2 separate regions of the Sus scrofa genome follow, and region 2 is linked to region 1. A link is a contact called in public HiChIP or PLAC-seq data. All regions are on one chromosome and are shown on one strand. Each heading gives the region's core, a stretch centred on a gene start, on an enhancer-like site or on the middle of the called end of the contact. The rest is flanking DNA. Distances are from core to core; before and after follow the strand shown.

Region 1 (2,700 bases), core at 185-2,684:
AAGTTACTTTATTTTTTTTTGTCTTTTATTTTTAGGGCCACACTCTCGGCATATGGAGATTCCCAGGCTACAGGTCTCATCGGAGCTCCAGCTGCCGGCCTACACCACAGCCACAGCAACGCCAGGTCTGAGCCACATCTGTGACCTACACCACAGCTCACGGCAATGCCAGATCCTTAATCCACTGAGCAAGGCCAGGGATCAAACCCACAACCTCATGGTTCCTAGTCGGATTCATTTCCCCTGCACCATGACAGGTAGTCCCCATCTGTTACTTTAAAGAGAAGAGTGCTTAAGAAAGAAAGGTAAACCAACAAGGACCCGCTGTATGACATAAGGAACTCTTCAATATTCTGCGATAACCTATATGGGGAAAGAATCTGGAAAAGAATAGATAACATGTATATGTATAACTGAATCACTTTGCTCTACCCCCGAAACTAACACAGCATTGTCCATCCACTAAAATCCAACGAAAGTTGAAAAGAAAAGGCAGATGAAAAATGTAGAACTCTTGAAGAAAGAGTTCTTTCTGAAGACACCTTATCCCATCTACGTAGATCTCTCGCAGCCTGGATTCAGTCTTTGACCAAGCCTAGTTGTCACTTGTTAACTGAGTTACTAGTCAGCAGTGTACGTATTAACCAGTGGCATAGCCATTTGCTAGATAGCTTTCTGCAAAGTAAACTCTTTAATTCTTTGTTTCCACGAACTGCTCTTGTCCTCAGAATTACATTCCGACAAAAGCTCGGCTTGAGTTGAGGACACCCAACAGACCCACAGCTCGATCTGCATGGTGCTGATGAGGAATCCTCATCCTGAACTTTCCATGTGCCTGAAGTCCAGGCCTCCTCCGTGTCCAGAGGACAAGGCCTGTGCTCACTGCCCCTTCTCTTCCCCAGGCCAGGGCTCACTGCCCTCGGATGACCCAGTAGCAGATCCTGAAAGCAGCTTCTCTTTTCTCTAATAATCTGGCAGGTCCAGAGTAACAGGTGGGCCATTGCATCTCAGCTCACCAGCAGTTCCCTTAGAGACTAGGATATGCAGGACAGTCCTCGAGATTGGAAGATTCTGTTTCTATAAATTATGTTAATATCCTGCTTTATCAGTATTACAGCTTCCAATTTTTCCTCAGTGTGTCTTTCTTTACAATAAGGGATAATAACCGTATCGGTAGTTCTCTTATCTCTGGTCTCTGGGTGTTTGTGCTTCCCTTTTATCTTGGCGAGTTAAAGCAGGTTTTCTTTTCTGTTCTGGAAGAATGTTTTCTCTACTTAAAATCATGGAGGGAGCAAGCCAAGGGCGTGCTGGTAAACCCACTCTAGAGAAAAAAAAAAAATCAGCATTTGCTGGTTTTCCAGGGTATAAATACTTCCCACTGTTGCCAGATTTAAGCTGCCAAGGGAGTCTGCTCACAAAATTCTAGAATGTGAGCAGTTGGCTCTCCTGAGCCGTGCAGGGTGGCTCCAGCACAGTGTAAGCTGGACCGTGCCTACAGTGAATAGAATAACCCCGAATCTAAGGAGAGACGCGAGGGTCGCAGTGCTTGATGGCGCCAAGGCAGGCGGTCCTGAAGGGCCAGGCGGGAGGCGCTTGGGGTGGCAGCCCTTCGGCTCTGGGATCTGCCGCCGCATTGGCCTCGGGGAAATGTGTGACCACGTACCGTGTAATTGCCTTTTTAGTTCTGGGAAGCAGTTCGTCCGCTATATAAACATGCTGATAAATGACACGACGTTTTTGCTGGATGAAAGTCTGGAGTCTCTGAAGCGGATCCACGAAGTGCAAGAGGAGATGAAGAACAAAGAACAATGGGACCAGCTGCCCCGGGTGAGGACATGGCCCGGGGCGGGGACGGCTTCGTGGGGCTGCACCTGTGGGTCTGTAGCTCCGACGGACCTGTCAGTGCCCGAGACCCCCCACCTGTGGGCTTCCCTGAAGTTAGAGGGCAGGTTTGGGGCAGGAGGAGCCTTACACACTTGACTTGAAGCTGAGAGGCGGGTTGAGACGTCTTTGAGAATCTGTCCTGAAAACGTGCCCTGCCTTTTTAATTTTAAAGGGCTGTTTTAGTGAAGAGCTTTTTTTGTTTGAGTATGTTGGTTAAGATTTAGGAAGGTAGCTAAGAGATACGTATCTACAATTCTGTCTGCTAGACAAGAATTTGATTTGTTCTGTGATCTTCTTTAGACAACTGTGTGAATAACTCAGGAGGACGCTGATGGCGTTTTTTTTTTTCCTTTCAGTCGAACATGGCTTTCATATTCAGTTATTAATAGAAAGGAGGCCTGCTGTGCCAGGTTCCATGAGAAATTCAGTCTGGGCCAGGGACAGCGTACCGCCCTCTCCTGAGCTTATTGCAGCCGCGTAGATGGTTCCGCGGTTGGTTTCTAGGCCTCTGAGAGCCCCTGGCCAGTTCTGCTCCTGGTTTTGTTAGAATCAGAGCTGCTTTTGTGTGCACCCCTGACACGGCTTCGCTGCTGCGCCTCCAGCACCCTCTCCTCCCGCAGCTTTCCGTTTGCCCTGAGGCTCCACACCGCCCCAGGGTCGCTATCAGGCATCCTTCCAAGCTTACCCCTTGTCTCAGGCTGTCGGCTCCAGTCTGGACCAGTCCCCAGGCTCTGCAGAATGTGCTGGAAAAATAGATAAGCTCTGGTTGAAAGAGCCCCAGCTATGGGGTCCAGCGGCCCCGACTTTGAGAACTGG
Region 2 (2,700 bases), core at 63-2,562, 88 kb after region 1:
TTTTTTAATTTTCCCACTGTACAGCAAGGGGGTCAGGTTATCCTTACATGTATACATTACAATTACATTTTTTCCCCCACCCTTTCTTCTGTTGCAACGTGAGTATCTAGACAAAGTTCTCAATGCTATTCAGCAGGAGGATGTATCTTTCTGATCTTTCTTTGTGTACCTAACAATACACAGCAAATGTGCCAGAAGAAAGTTTGTTAAATGAATTCATACATCCAGGTGCTGAATGAAATAAATAATAGCAGGAAGGAAAAAATAGATAAAAATTAAAGGCAGCTTGGTTTTGAAGCTGGAAGTTAGGAAAATTTATTAGTTTCAGAAGTCTCAACAATCTGGGATAGAAGAGTACATTAAGGAAGTGGAAAAGGATTTCATGTGAATCTAGGAAATTACTCACTGGTGTAGTTTTTCTTTACCAGGTAAAAGAGAACAGAAGGGTAGGATCTAAAAACTAGCTCTTTCTTAAGTCGTCTTGGCGGAATCGGTGTTGGCAGTGAGTAGTTAAAAGAACGAATGAGGTATGGCTTAAAAGTTTGATGACAGCATATTTCCTAGAGGTTAGAAAGTGTTTATTTTAACCCTGTTTTTGAGTGGTGAAGACTACTTTAGGGGTCATATTATACATCTTGTTATTGTCCTTATTGCTGAGCCACTGAAACCTGGAATCTGGCTCACAAAGTATGATATCAGTTTCCTTTTCTTGGTGGAGTTGGTGTGTGTGGTCTTTCATCTTTTAGGAACTATATAATTCTAATAATTCCTAGTTTCAGATGGGTAAGGAGAGTTCTAAACAATGCCTGCGGTACAGTTTCGGGGGTTCATAAACATGTGCCTACACATAGAAGTGCCTTCTTGTGTCTGCCTTGGTGATCACCGCATATAGGGAGTATTTACATGGTGGGTGACTGGGCTCAGAAGCCAGCCTCTCCCAGTTCACATCCTGAATTGCCACTAGCTAGCTCCACAGCCTTGGGTAAGTTTCTTAACCTCTTTGTGATGGTTTCTTTGTAAAATGGGGACAGTGAAACATCTGCCATTGAGTGGTTGGGAGGATTAAATGGGTTAATGCTCGGAAAGTACTTAGAGCTCAGAGTAAGTGCTCCATGAATGCTGACTGTTCTTTAAATCTCCATAGGTAGCGCCTTTTGTTTAGAAGCCTACTTCTTTCTTTGCTTAGGTTACCATTTGTGTGGGGGGAGATGTTCTTTCTGGAACTATGTCTTCTTGTCACATGATTATGTGCAGTGTGCGCCTTATTAATACTCTGTCAGCATTTGAGGTTGGAACATAAGTGTGGCCATACCCTGTGGAATCCAGCCAGAGAGAACTAAGCACCGTAGCAACTGTTGCTATTTGTGTCCTGAGCAGCAGCTGCCCGGGACAGATTTATTTTTTAATCCTGATCTCACTGATAGCCTGGGACGTGGTCTTGGCCTTAGAGAAGTGGATTGGTTGAGATGCATGGTCTTTGAGAAGATTTCATGACCACATGTTTTAAAGATCCTATTCCATGTGAAATATGAAGTGCTAAAGCTTCATGTGGGTGAGGGAGGAAGGGAAGCCAGGCCCCAGCTTTCAGTCAGTCCCTGAAGTATGTGACTGGATTAATCACACCACAGATCACTTCTAATATGGGCGACGAGACTTCGTACTTTTCAGTCAAAAGCAATTTTACTGTTTATGAGCTTCTGCAGATGATTTAGAGGTCTGTGATTCTAGTGTGTACACACATCCATGTATGTACACATGTGTGTATATATATATATATGTAATAACTTATCTATTAGTTATTATCAGCTGTGGACTTCAGAAATAAAAATAAAACTTTCCAATGAAGCATTCTTAAGTAGGTAAAAGGAGTTTGTTTCACATAGTGTTTGGATAAATTGAATAATTTTCTGATTTTTATTTCTGGTGTCTTGAAATATTTCTGGCCTTATGAAGTATCTTGAAATAGTAACATGGCCCATTTCTAAATTTGGTCTGCTAACTTACCTAAGATTCAGTCTCAAAGTATTTCCTGAGCACCTACTATGTACCAGGCTCTGTTGTAAATCCTGACAACATCTAGTGAATGTTGTTGGTCTCATTCTTTTCAAGTTCAATATATAGGTCCTACCTATTAAAAATGTGATTGTTCTGGGGTTTTGGTTGCCCTGTTCAGATTCAGTGGTACAAAATTACTGATTTGGATGTTTTGAGCTTCCAACATAACATCATGTTGAATTAAAGAACATTTAACTGAGTGACTTATGAAATCAAAACATTTTCATCCTTTAGGTATTATTAACCCAAAGAACCCAAAGGAAGCTCCAAAGTCCTTCAGCTTTGACTACTCCTACTGGTCTCACACCTCGGTGAGTGTTCTCACAGAACTGTGTAGTAGAACAGTGTGGGGTTTAAACATTTTGAAAGAGTCTGCGGGTCCACAAGGAAGGCGAAGATCACCAACATCTAGGGAAATGAAGAGTAGGACCCTTCACAGTATACCCTCACCCCAAAGGACCCCAAAATCTTGCTGGCTTCTAGGGATTGTTCCTAGAGTTTGCTTCTGCATCTCTTTGTTATGCTTTTTGTTTTTGTTCTTTTTTTCCCCCTGTTTTGTGTTAGGAGATGTTTTAAACTATTGCAAAGCCTGATTGCCAAGGGAAAGGCCTGTGAAAGGGATTGGAAAACATTCATCACTGAAGA

The links. HiChIP or PLAC-seq counts read pairs in DNA pulled down with a chosen protein or histone mark.
Region 2: a contact with region 1 is called in an H3K27ac HiChIP or PLAC-seq map of skeletal muscle. The contact joins two enhancer-like sites. A contact is called at or near these places in 3 of 47 Hi-C or Micro-C datasets (heart right ventricle and skeletal muscle) and 1 of 2 datasets of contacts at active chromatin or transcription factors (skeletal muscle).

What each region holds. Positions count from the first base shown.
Region 1 is chr6:70,444,932-70,447,631 of Sscrofa11.1, forward strand. UBE4B (ubiquitin conjugation factor E4 B) reads left to right here. Exons shown (of 27, transcript XM_021095312.1): 22 at 1,683-1,827. Among named protein-coding and RNA genes, the nearest start is that of KIF1B, 49 kb to the right of the region's middle. Within about 2 kb of position 1,435, at least 19 of the 83 cell types and tissues checked have an H3K27ac peak or open chromatin away from gene starts, as enhancers often do. A contact at or near this core is called in skeletal muscle, where this site is marked.
Region 2 is chr6:70,533,304-70,536,003 of Sscrofa11.1, forward strand. KIF1B (kinesin-like protein KIF1B) reads left to right here. Exons shown (of 46, transcript XM_021095324.1): 3 at 2,290-2,366. Among named protein-coding and RNA genes, the nearest start is that of KIF1B, 40 kb to the left of the region's middle. Within about 2 kb of position 1,313, at least 31 of the 83 cell types and tissues checked have an H3K27ac peak or open chromatin away from gene starts, as enhancers often do. A contact at or near this core is called in skeletal muscle, where this site is marked.